4 separate regions of the Mus musculus genome follow, and regions 1, 3 and 4 are each linked to region 2. Evidence: chromatin contacts called from public promoter capture Hi-C data. All regions are on one chromosome and are shown on one strand. The core of a region is the stretch at or near the end of the contact, and the rest is flanking DNA. Distances in the headings are between cores, read along the strand shown.

Region 1 (2,935 bases), core at 81-2,580, 230 kb after region 2:
TCATTGTAAGCATACAGGAGGTGGGGGCATGGACAGTTAATTTGTGTACTGAACACACCTTATGGGGTTCTAGTTTTCAATTTGTGGAGAGGAGGAGCAGTTAATTATTTTTTATGGTTAGAAGATGGTAGTTTTCCTCTCCTGTGTATAGACAACTTCCATATCATCAAGACTTTTCCTCATGCTTTTCTATTCATTTCCTGTTGCTGCTGGAACAAATTACCACAGCCCCAGTATCTTTAAGGCAATAGAAATTATTATATTGTAACTTGGGAGCCAGAAATTTTAATAAACTATTTAGTTAAGTTCACATTGAGATGTGTGTCAGTTGGTATATTATAGAAGAGGATAGAGGCAGAGGAGAGGCAAAATTAGGAAAATAATTTATTTTACAAATGTTAAGGATAGTCAGACAAAGCATAAAATACAAACAGGTGATTGCAAATACTTAGGAACACCTGAGAGTAGCCATAGCAGAACAAGAAATTCTGTTTTATGTAGCTAAGGTTGAAAATACATTAATTGAAAATTTTGTGGTTAAAACTATGTGCTATCTCTATAAAAGAAACATATATCTGATTAAAGAGCAGTACAGGAGTGTGTGTTGCGGGCAGGTGTTAAGCTGAAGAGATGACTCAGTGACTAACAGTCTTTCTACTCTTTCAAAGGACCAGCTTCAGGAGATCTGATTCCCTTTTCTGGCCTCTGTAGACGCTGTGCTGAGTGTGTGTGTGTGTGTGTGTGTGTGTGTGTGTGTGTGTGTGTGTGTGTGTGTGTGTGTACGAGTGTGCACGGGCACATATGCCCCCTCACTGATGTGCACATATACATAGTATTTTTAAAAAGTACAAAGAAACAGAATTTTGGGAATTCATAGTCCCTTCTAAGTTATACAAATGGGACATTAAGGTTTTTTGGTCTAAAGAGCAAATTTCTTAATAGATAATATTCAAGCTCCATCATTAGGATAATAGTTCTTCACTACTTAACTAAGCTTACAGCATTCTTTTTAAAATAGTCTATGTCTTTTGGTGAGGAAGTTCTTTGCTATGGCATGGAGTGGAGGTCATAGGAAAACTTGAGTATGTTTTCATCTTCTATCACATGGGTCCTGGGGATGAACTCGGTTGTTCAGCTTAATGGTAAACGTTTTTACCCATTGAAAAAGCTCTCTGACTTCAAGAAGTGGTAGGTAATAGAATCCAACTTGATACGTGTAAGAGCCATGTGCATTTTTTTAAACAATTGGGTCATCTCTTCACCCACTTTAGCATCTTAAGTAAACCGTAATCTTACTACACTTGCAGGGAAGCAAAACCGCAGTAATGTTCCAGAAAGAAAAATCAAACTGATGCCAGCCAGTCACAGTTCTGTGAGTCAGTCTTGTGCCACTGTGCTTGGTTACTACTTTTTCCAGTCGCTTAGTTAACAGAATAAATATCAGCTGATAATAACAAGATAAAATACAGCACTTTAACATGAACAGTAAACTGTGCTGGTCATCTTCCCATTGTTGTGAAAAATACATGAGGAAAACAGCTTTAAAGGAAGTAATCTTATTTTGGCTTAGAGTTTCAGAGATCTCAGTAGGTGATGACTTGGCTCAGGCACTTTGGGTCTGTGGTAGGGTCAATAGTATGCTAGGGAATTCACACCCTCAAACAGCTGCTTAATCCCTACTGGGAAAGGAAGCAAAAAGGGGAATGGAACAAGGGCCTTATATGTTCTCTGAGGGCATGCTCCTATGACAACATGAAAGATTTCCACAGATAAGTTTGATTGATGAATAAGCAAGATATTTACCCCTCTATTATTTATTAAAATGGTATAGGCTTCTCACTGGTAGAAGAAAATTTGAAATGTGGGCTTCTAAGTTTATAATATATTCCAGAACAGTTGGAAACTTAGAAGCAATTAATAAATATAGCAACAATTTGTTCTTGTCTTAACGTTGAACCAAATGTGTACACACATAGGGTAGGTGACAATTTTTCTGTGGGATCCATGATCACATGTTCAGGGTGGACCAGATATGCTCTCTCTACCAAAATGAATTGAAAGAGGAGTCCTATAGTCTTATTGTAGGCTGAATCTTCAAAATAAAGAATAATCTGTAGTGTGTGAGTTTCCCCTTAAAGTTAGGGTTTTTCCCCATATATTATTATGGCTGTAAGTAATATACACAGCAGTTACTACATAGTAATTAATACTGTCTTTGGCTTTTCAAACAAGACCAACAGATTGACTTTCTTGTTGTTATGGAAGAGCTAATGTCTCATCTTTGTGTCTGTTTTAGTAATAGTTATGCACGAGTGCGAGCTGTGGTGATGACCAGAGATGACTCAAGTGGTGGATGGCTACCACTCGGAGGGAGCGGACTGAGCAGCGTCACTGTCTTCAGAGTCCCTCATCAGGAAGAGAATGGCTGTGCGGACTTTTTTATCCGTGGAGAGAGACTCAGAGACAAAATGGTAATGTTTAATATAGCTGTCACTGTAATTTTATGGTACTTTCTGAAAAAATGAATTATCTGTTTAAAATTCTCACTGATACATTATTTACGAGAGAATTAATTTTACCTGTGACTCAGTGACTATTTCTTGGGAATTGCTTTTATATTTATGTTAAAGATGTGACTGTTTCTAACTGGGTCTGAGAGTAATGACAATATATTGCAAGGGGCTGCCACTTTACTGTTTAGTTTAACTAGGAATGTTCACAGAGAGCTCTCTACCCTCCCTCACTTTCTCCTTGTTCCTTAGGCCAAAGGTCAGCAAATCCCAGTCTGAAGGGCAGATTCAGGCATGCCACCTGGTCTTTTTATTGGTTTTTATTCAGACCACAAGCTAATGAATTTTGGGGGATGCAGGGGGTTATTTATTTTAAACATTTTCAATGAGTTGATGCCTGTAACCTCAACGGTTAGGAATCCAAA
Region 2 (3,297 bases), core at 172-2,671:
CATGTCTCCACACTACTATGCCTCTCCTGCCATGAGAGATTGTAGCCCCGAAAACCACAAGCCAGAATAAACCCTTCCTCCCTTAAGTTGTTTCTTGTCAGGCAGATGGTCAGAGTGATGAAAAAACTAACAGATACAAAAAAAAAAATGTAGAAAGTATTGACATTACAAATGCAGAAAGAAGAGCTAACCAAGGGATAGTCTCAACTCAAGACCAAGGACCAGGACATTGCAAAGCCCAGCCACCAGGCAAACAACTGCCACTCAGAAAATTCCTGCCAATAGCCAAGATGCATAGCTACAGAGCAGCGTGTGAGAAATCAAGGGTATCTACTAATAAAGCAGAGACCAAGCAACGCAGTGAACAAGCAGGACATCTTTACAACACCATGTTCCAGCTTCCCAGAGGAAGAAATCCCTCGCTAACCATTATATAACAATTAACAACAGAAAACAGGGGCCCTTTTTAATCTGTAAATCTCCCTGCGGTTCTGTTTGTTCTGAGTACTAGGTTTCTTTTAAATAATATGCAAAATAGATGCAAAGAGAATCTGTGAAACCCAATTTGTGGGAAGACTTTCCCTGCCCCTGACAAAGTCCAAGCGATCATTGTATGGCGTGCAAACCTAAAACAATAGCCTCCCTATACATCTACTTTATCTGCTCTTTATTCCTCGGCTATGCTTCTGGTGTGAATGTAGGAAGAAACACAGCTGACTCCAGCCTCAGAAAACCAGAGTTTCGTTTTTTGATGACATTACTCATGTGAGCCATGGGTGATAGAAATGTCAATGGTGTCTCAATCTTCCAGTACAGGATACTAGACACCCATTTCCCAAATTGGTTTCAAATTGGTTTCTTCCCCTAAAGAGGAAACTTGCAGGTCTTCCAAGATAAGCCTGGTGGGTTAGTTGACACACGATTCTTCATCTTAGTGACTGCCCACTGACTCATGGGCACAGCATTTAAAATTAAAGTCAGACCTCAGAGGAAGCAAAGAGGACTCCGTGTGTGTGTGTGTGGGGGGGTAATGTCCAGCTCTTCCTCCCCACGGAAGTCAGTCAAGAATGAGGGGGAACTAGACAGACAGGCATGCCAAAGGCTGTGGAGAGATACAGTTCACCAGGTGGCCCCATCTGCTCAGTGGCAGATAGGAGACAGGACAAGTCTTCACAGAACAATAAGAGATATAAGAAAGCTCTAAATTCAAAAGTCTGAGTGTAAGGGCCATTAAATATAGAAAGGGATGACTAAGAAAGACAGAATGATCCTGGGCACATTCCCAAAATAGAAGTGGTATTCAGCAGGCTGGAACTGCGAGGTTGTTACCTGGCTAAAGAAACATCAGGGGAAACATCTAGTGTAAGCTTTTGTCTACAAGGTGGGTCAGACAAATTGTAACTATTTCACAAGCTCTGTCTGAGTACCGCTTCAACTTCTGGCACTTCCTCTCACTCCTCCAGTCCCCAGGACACAGACGCACTTGTTACATTGTTGCCGTATTTTTATTCTGATTACTTAGGGATGCTTCCTGGAACAGGGTGTCTAGAGAAGCATTAAGCAAGCAGAGTGGAACTCTGCCTCTTCTTTTTCCATTCTAAAAATTATGCCCTGGAGACATAGAGTACTCAACAGCTAACAATTCCATACCTGAACTGCAGTGCAGTCTATCTTTGTAGAAATCATATTGATAAACAGGATATCTGCCTGAACAAGGGAACTGGAGAGCGCTGGCCACATTACATAATGGTCCCAAATCCCAGATTTCTGGATTAGTGCTCTAATACTACATAACAGATTGCCACAAACTGAGGCTCACAAATCACCCTATACTCATTATGTCTGTTTTCATGGGCAGGCTTAGTGGAGACTTCTTCGGGGCTCACAGCCAAGGCATCATCTGGTCTGTCCTCTCATCAAAGGATCCACTAGGGAAGATCTACTTTCCAACTTCACTCCCACTGTTGACAGAATTCATTTTCTTACAGTTGTTTGACTATAGCTATCCTCAGATCAGCTGCCTGCAGCTCTTCAGCACATGGGGCTCTCTCTTCCGATGGTAACCAGGCTTTATCATACTCAGACTCCAAGATCAGTGGTAACTGGGTGCCTTTGAGGTGGAATGGCCATACGACAAGTGAGTTTCCCTAATATAACTGCACATATCATAAAAGGAGAGGATCTGGTGTGCTAAAGTGTAATCTTAGGAAATGTCCCAATTACCAAGGAATTACCAAGGTGACATTTCATTTACATTTGATATACGACTCATTAGAAGCAAGTTATAGGCTCGAGCGCTGGTAGCCCAATATCTCAAGTTCTTCAAGGCACAGCTGTGCTTCAGCATCCACCCCATGTCCTGTGCTACCAAGATGCTCAAGTGGAAAGCCAGCTCCAACGAAGACAAAGAGGCAGTGAGTGCGGAGCTCGAGACAGCAGCATCGTTGCCTGCAACAGCCTCTTATACCTGTTCCCACAAACGTAGAGAAGAAGATGCCTATTCAGCTCATAGGCGTGGTGATTGGGTAGTCACACCACACACCACAGTGTGATGTGTGCCTCGCATAACCACCTTACACTGCCAACACATTACCCTTCTGGTGTGAAACCCTTCTGGCATGAAAAGTAGAAAAGAGACTCCCCTAAAAGGCATCAGGAAAAGATAAGATCTTCAGACCAAAAAGAAAGGGAAGGGAGGAGGGGAAGTAGTTTCCCAAGAAACTGAAGAGCATCTACCTGCAAAAAGATGAAAACATTTCCAACATGAGGGGGTGGTGCAGCCTCTGGTGAAGCAGAGAAAGAACCGAAGTCTGATTGGCCATGTGCCATGTCTCTCAGAGGCCCCTGGCTTCTTTTTTTTTTTTGGTATAATCCTGAGGAATGTTTTTGGCTAACTGTGTTGTAATGCAAAGGTTTTAGTAGCTCTACAAAAAATTTTTTGTAGAGCTTTTTTGTAGAGGGAAGGTGAGAAATCCCTCTTCACCCCATTTCTTAAGCATTGGGGAAACAGTGTTGTGCACTGTGTGAAGGCTGCTAGTTGTTAATTTTGTACCCTCAGAGCACCGAGTACCATTCTGACTTTGGTATTATTATTCTTATGAATCATTACCTACCTCAGTATTCTGTAAACACTCCTCCTCTCTCACCTTTGATTGGCCTAATTAACATCTGATGGCCAATAGCCGAAGCAGGAAGGGAAGGTGGCAGAGATAGATACTCCGGGAGAAGAGTTAGGCAGGAAAATTTACCAGGTGACACAGAGGAGGTCAGAGTGGGAGAGAGGTACCAGGCCACATG
Region 3 (3,047 bases), core at 67-2,566, 250 kb after region 2:
TTTATTCAAAGTTTTTCTTAAGGTTTATTTCTTTTTATTCTAAGTATATTGGTGTTTTGCTTGCATGTATGTCTGTGAGGGTGTCAGATCAACTAGAACTGGAGTTACAATGGTGAGCTGCCATGGAGGTGCCAGGAATTGAACCCAGGTCCTCTGAAAGAGTACCAGTGCTTTTAACCACTGGGCTATCTCTCCAGCCCTTTATTCAAGTTAAAGTAAAGTGTAATCTTGGGCTAGAATCTTAGAAATAAATAGGGTTGTCAAAAAGGGTTATATGAAGATTTATGTAGATAGCAAGAACTATATAACTATTGCTTATTATCTAAAAAATAGATCTAGGAACAGTAAACAATCTCTGCAAACTTAAAAGTACCTTTATGCCAAATTAACTTTACATTGGAATATTTTGTTAATGTAAGCCAGGACATGGACTGACTTTTCTGTAGTGTTATTTTTCAACAGATATTATGTCTTGACATTTTATTTTCCCTCCTTACTGTTTCATCATAATTGCTATATTAAGGTTGCTTAAGTAGAATAATCTATGCTAGTGGTGTTTCTAGATAAAATTCTTGAGGGAAACATGGCAGCACATACTCTTAATCTCAGGCCTACATACTGACAGATCTCCATGACAGCCTAGATGACATGGTGAGTTCCAGAATACCAGGGCTACATATTTAGTTAGACCCTGGAGTGCACGTGCGGAATCTACTTTATTTCTAATCATAAAAAGCACCTGAGGAGATCTGTTAAACAGAGTAGGAGTTGATTGTGGCCATATCTAAACTGAATGGGCACTAGGAACATGGGAATGTGTGTGATTACGTTAAGTTGAAAAAATTAGGAATTTTTTTTGTACTTTATACAGTTTTTGACTACTATAGTTTATATATATTTATGTATACTTATAATTAAAGTTTTGCCTTATTGGATATCATCTAGCCACGTATTTAAAAAATTGATTTGTGATAACTTCAAGGATGAAATTCTTGAGCAGTGCTTTTAAGATAAAGTTGAACGTTGTGAACAGTTGTTTCTTTCCCAGTGCGTCCCTAGGAGCCCGCAGTTACTTAACCTTAGCAAAGCGTCTGGGGTTCTGATTCTTACCCTCCCCACTTAGTGTGTGCCAGTCTCTTACAGCCTTGGCACTTGGGACTTTACGTAGAGCATTGAGATAAAACCCAGTCTTTATGAGAAATGATGGACAAAGTCTGAAAGAAGATCAGCTTGAATCCACATTAAAGTCTAATAGGCAGGAAGGATACAGGAGATGGGGAGGGGTGTGGGGGGTGCTTTCAGTCACACGGTGAGTAATGAGAAGAGGAAGTAGACTGGAAAGTAGTGGCTGGAAAGGCTCACTGTTTAGAAAGTCATTTTATGTACATAAAGACTTAATCTTACTCAATTGGGAACATCAGACCAGGGTGTATAAAAAAAGATATATTATTTAAAATAACAGTGACTAGTTCACTGGTAGAGTATATTTAACATTATGATTATATGCCAGAACTAAGGGGGAAAAGCATAATCTTAATAATTTATGAAAGAAATTAACAAAAATTATCAAACTGGCTCATCTGGTTCAACATTGTATAAAATGTTAGTTTGACTTTTTATAATATATAAGTAATACATACTTTGTTATACATTGTATGCATAGCACTTTCAAACACTTGTTGGGTCATTTCTCATATCCAAATGAGACTTTGGGTTTTTAATGTCTGAGACCCATTTAGGTATATACTTACAAATTATTGCTCAACTTCACAGAACAGAAATACAGAATTCTACCCAGGTCATCATAGCAAGCTTAGACAATATAACTGATCTGTGTTTGTTTGCATATAAAATTTACATAAGACTTAACTGTTTTGGAAGAAACATTTTGTTGCTTCCTTACGGTGCTGGGGATAGAACCCAGGACATTGCCTGGCTATACAAGGGCTAGTACCCAACATTAATTTAGAATTCTTAATTGACTTCTCAATTAGGCTGTACTTCAGTAAAAGACAACCTAATCAAAAAACTTGATATCACTAAAGATAAAGTTATCATATAATTACTATTGCTGCTCCAACTCATGGTTAAGAATTTATAAGTATCCCATCTAGCTCTAAGGCTGATATTATAACCAGTTTATAGTAAAAAGTTGGTCATATTAATTTTATATCCTATTTTTAAAAAGTGAATCAAAACCTCCAAGGTCCTTTCTCTTAACCGTTTGGTTTTTACATTGTCTTATATTTCGTTTGTATGGGGTAGGTAGTTTTAAAAATTCTTAAACAAATAAGCAAGTTTCTGTTTCTCCTCCCCTCCCCTCCCCTCCCCTCCTCTCCTCTCCTCTCCTTTTTCTCTTTCCAGTTTTTAAAATGTGTACTGAGTAACAGTATTTAGCCAACTTCCTTTCAATGATTTAACATTAGTTGTCATTCTGGGGCAACTGTTAGGAAAGAGGTCACAATATAAGATAGCTGGTTTTGACATAATTGGCTTTACTTGGCAGTAGATCCTATATATTTTAAACTTTAATTGCTTGATTCCTGGTGTGATGACTACTTTTCACTTAAATGTTACAGTTATTTTCTAACTTTAAAAAGTGAGTTCTGGAGAAATTAATGGCTGGAGACAATTGTTACAGAGCAAAAAGTAAATTTAAAAGATCCTAGTTAGTTTATGTAATTCACTTGTTTACTTTAGAAGTAGCATTAACAAACTCTTTAAAACTTATTTAAGAAATTAAATATATCAGCCACCGAACTCATACACTATTGCACAATGCCAGAAAGATTTTGCTGAAGGGACCCTGTTATAGCTGTCTCGTATGAGGCTATGCCAGTGCCTGGCAAATACAGAAGTGGATGCTCACAGTCATCTATAAGATGAAACACAGGGCCCCCAGTGGAGGAGCTAGAGAAAGTACTCAAGGAGCTGAAGGGGTCTGCAACCCTATAGGTAGAACAACAATATGAACTAATCAGTACCCCCAGAGCTTGTGTCTCTAGCTGCATATGTAGCAGAAGGTGGCCTAGTAGGCCATCATTGGG
Region 4 (2,937 bases), core at 238-2,737, 170 kb after region 2:
GAAAGAAAGAAAGAAAGAAAGAAAGAAAGAAAGAAGAAAAAAATCTGGCAACACTGAGGAAAGAAAAAAATGGCCTTGGGTGATTCTTTTGCCTATGAGCGATGTGGTTGCTAAGGTGTGATTATCTCCGTGTCTAGACAGTTGAGATCCAGAAACGGCCAAGCTCTAAGGCCTTTGTCACAGCTTCAGGTCTCATGCAGGCATATAGCACCTCTAGATGAGTGCATCTTTGTTCCTGCTTTCCACTGAGGAAAACCTTGTTGTTCTCATTCTCTCAACTTCTCTAAAAGCTGTGGCTAGGGAGAGAGTTACATTCTCTAGGCTGGGGAGAAACAGCCAAAGAACTTTCCATTTGGCCCATGAAGAAAAGGAAGGCCTACACTGCCATTCTGCCTGGCTTCTAGCTATGAGGTGATCTTCACCTCAATGTTACCAGGGTTTTTCTGTTTTGTTTGTTTTATTTTCTTTTTTATTTGTTTTATTTTTTTAATCCCAAATTGAGCCACCCTTCCTCCAGAATCACCCAATAACAACATCCAGCATCTATTGGGTTGTGAAGCCAAGCATAGAAGTCAGAGGCATTCTTACAAATCATCTCTCATCCTGTTGGGGTCATGAGATTATGAGATACAGTGTAAAAGAAAAAAAGATAAGGGTCTGAGTAAGCTAAAAGGGGAGGAATATTCATGTCTCTTCTGAAAATTGATAGAGATTTATGTCTTTCTGATATTTTCCTGGTTCTTTTAATGCCAACTTCCATGTTGCTTGCAGGAGGAGTCATTTGTGAACACAGAATTACAAGGATTTTAGAGGTTGTCTGGCAGTCATTGTGGTGGCCATCTTTGTTCTAATCAGTTTTTGGCTAGCCCACCCAAAGAGGAACTTATGGCATTCAACCAACCTGTCCTCAAAGATAATCATGATTAGGACAAGGTACCAGTCCACTGCCTGGGCTTTGTCACAGCCAGCCACCTCTCCAAAGCACCTACCAAGTTAACTTCTTAGCAGCTGTCATCAGGGCTTCAGTTACAGCAAGATGACAGCCATCAAAGGACCATCGATAAGGAGAGCCAGTTAGGACCACCTAGGAGTAAGCAGTACAGGCTGAAAAGAGCATACTGTGGGTCTTAACTTCTGGCTTTAACCAAACAGCAGGAATGGTCAGGAACCAGGATGATCATTAAGTCAGGGTCAAGCAGCAGGAGGAATAAAGACAGAGAAAGGAGCAGTTCAGTAACTTGACTACTTAAAAAAACAAAATGGGGGAGGGGAGCTGAAACAAGGAACTGTACTTCCAGCAGACAAAAAAAAGCTAGCTTCACTTCTGGTAGAATGTCAGGGTATGTAGGACCTTAATCAGCTGGGCCATACCACGGGGCTCTGGAAAGTTAAATGACTGACAGAAAAATTAACCTGGATTTTGGAATGTGCAAGTGAAGATAACTCTCTCTGGCCAGTTACCACAAGACTGCCAGGAAAGGAAGTTGCACAAGACAGAAATGTAACAATTAATTAACAATGCAAAAGAGCCGGCTCTGAAAGGGAAGGACAGGAAGCTCTCACAAACCTATAAATTATTCCTGCTTATTGAGTGCTAAAAGCACAAGTTCTAGATGTATATAAATAATATATCCCTGTAAATAATTGAAAACACAAGGCAAATTACATAAGCAGAAGCCAACTCTAAATTTAGCAAGGCCAGTGGCTCTTAGATCCCTTACACATTCTCTAAGGCCCAGCACCTTGGCTGGAGGTGGGAATGGGGGGAGGTTAGGATCCTAACCTATCATAGAGAAATGACTACAGTATTTTCTTTCTTGGACTTTGTAGCTTCCATATCTTTTTTTTTTTTTTTTTTTTTTTAAATATGGACAAATGAGCTGTAAAGTCTCTTCCAGACTTGGCTTTCTGTTTCTGGTTTTGTGCAGATACTAATGTCTTGGAGCATCCCAAACACCTCTGAGTTTCAAGTTTGTAATTTATGTTGGGATTGGTCCTTAAAGCAGCGCTTCCTGTAGTGACTTGGGAATCTTGACTTGCTGGTTGTAAACTAAAAAATGACTGTCTTCAGCAAACTGAGTGTTCTGTAGCTACCACTTTTGTTCATAAATTAGCTAATTGTTGTTCTCTCCTTGGGAAGTTAGCTTGTTGTCTATTTCCTTCGGGGGAAGACTCCACCTGGAGTCAAGAGCACTGGTATAAATTAAATAAATAGGCTTCAATTTCTTCATTGTGCAAAGTACATGGGGAACAAGAAGACCCCATGCTGCAGTTTCCTTTAGCTCTGACTGCGGTCTGCCTTAGGGGCAACTTAATCAAATTGCCACCTGATTAATGAGAAAGGGAAAAGTTAGGTGCAGAAGGAGTTTGGCAAAGCTTCCTTTATCGTCGAATGTTTAGATACAGAGGTAATGACTTAATCACAACAGCTGTTATTTAGTATATAGGGACCCGGTGACAAGCACACACATTATCTCTGGTCTTGTAACCACTGGGGGAAATAGATATTATCATGAAACTCAGTCTCAAAGGTTAAGTAAATTGTTTGCGACCACATAAGAGACAGAAATAAGAACCAACCAGGCTCTCATCTGACCTTAAACCCCATGTTTAGTTAATCACATTGATTCTGAGTCAAACAACACACAATGTCTTAGCCTACCGCTGTAGTACAGTTACTCCCCAAGTTCCAATATTATAAGCTTATATGAAGACATTATTTCAGAATCTTGGACCCTTCTCTCTTACTGTCCTGAGTTTACACTTGTTTTTACCCAGTACTACAGCTTGGATGTTTGTATCCCTCCAAAATTTATGTTGAAACTTAATCTCCAATGGGCCATGACCTTGAGGAACTGAACAGGTCATGAAGGATCCTCCATTCAGAATGGGATGAAGGGCCTAGAATGGAGATCAAGAGAACATTGAAATTTTGCT

The links. Promoter capture Hi-C pulls out the DNA fragments that hold promoters and counts their contacts.
Region 1: a promoter capture Hi-C map of the HPC-7 cell line shows a contact between it and region 2. The contact joins two enhancer-like sites. A contact is called at or near these places in 9 of 39 promoter capture datasets (the C10 cell line, the HPC-7 cell line, cranial neural crest and 6 more), 2 of 484 Hi-C or Micro-C datasets (bone marrow-derived macrophages and nephron progenitors) and 1 of 115 datasets of contacts at active chromatin or transcription factors (the HPC-7 cell line).
Region 3: a promoter capture Hi-C map of the HPC-7 cell line shows a contact between it and region 2. The contact joins two enhancer-like sites. A contact is called at or near these places in 11 of 39 promoter capture datasets (the C10 cell line, the HPC-7 cell line, cranial neural crest and 8 more), 3 of 484 Hi-C or Micro-C datasets (the G1E-ER4 cell line, bone marrow-derived macrophages and embryonic fibroblasts) and 3 of 115 datasets of contacts at active chromatin or transcription factors (the HPC-7 cell line, embryonic stem cells and microglia).
Region 4: a promoter capture Hi-C map of the HPC-7 cell line shows a contact between it and region 2. The contact joins two enhancer-like sites. A contact is called at or near these places in 8 of 39 promoter capture datasets (the C10 cell line, the HPC-7 cell line, frontonasal cranial neural crest and 4 more), 5 of 484 Hi-C or Micro-C datasets (DN2 thymocytes, LSK cells, Sertoli cells and 2 more) and 4 of 115 datasets of contacts at active chromatin or transcription factors (the HPC-7 cell line, bone marrow-derived macrophages, embryonic stem cells and 1 more).

What each region holds. Positions count from the first base shown.
Region 1 is chr2:117,150,696-117,153,630 of GRCm38.p6, forward strand. Spred1 (sprouty protein with EVH-1 domain 1, related sequence) reads left to right here. Exons shown (of 7, transcript NM_033524.3): 2 at 2,297-2,471. Among named protein-coding and RNA genes, the nearest start is that of Spred1, 31 kb to the left of the region's middle. Within about 2 kb of position 1,331, at least 6 of the 459 cell types and tissues checked have an H3K27ac peak or open chromatin away from gene starts, as enhancers often do.
Region 2 is chr2:116,921,945-116,925,241 of GRCm38.p6, forward strand. No RefSeq gene overlaps it. Among named protein-coding and RNA genes, the nearest start is that of Gm46758, 6.9 kb to the left of the region's middle. Within about 2 kb of position 1,422, at least 35 of the 459 cell types and tissues checked have an H3K27ac peak or open chromatin away from gene starts, as enhancers often do. A contact at or near this core is called in the HPC-7 cell line and bone marrow-derived macrophages, where this site is marked.
Region 3 is chr2:117,167,960-117,171,006 of GRCm38.p6, forward strand. The region is part of intron 4 of Spred1 (sprouty protein with EVH-1 domain 1, related sequence); the gene reads left to right. Among named protein-coding and RNA genes, the nearest start is that of Mir674, 16 kb to the right of the region's middle. Within about 2 kb of position 1,317, at least 4 of the 459 cell types and tissues checked have an H3K27ac peak or open chromatin away from gene starts, as enhancers often do. A contact at or near this core is called in the HPC-7 cell line, where this site is marked.
Region 4 is chr2:117,091,819-117,094,755 of GRCm38.p6, forward strand. No RefSeq gene overlaps it. Among named protein-coding and RNA genes, the nearest start is that of Spred1, 28 kb to the right of the region's middle. Within about 2 kb of position 1,488, at least 34 of the 459 cell types and tissues checked have an H3K27ac peak or open chromatin away from gene starts, as enhancers often do. A contact at or near this core is called in the HPC-7 cell line and bone marrow-derived macrophages, where this site is marked.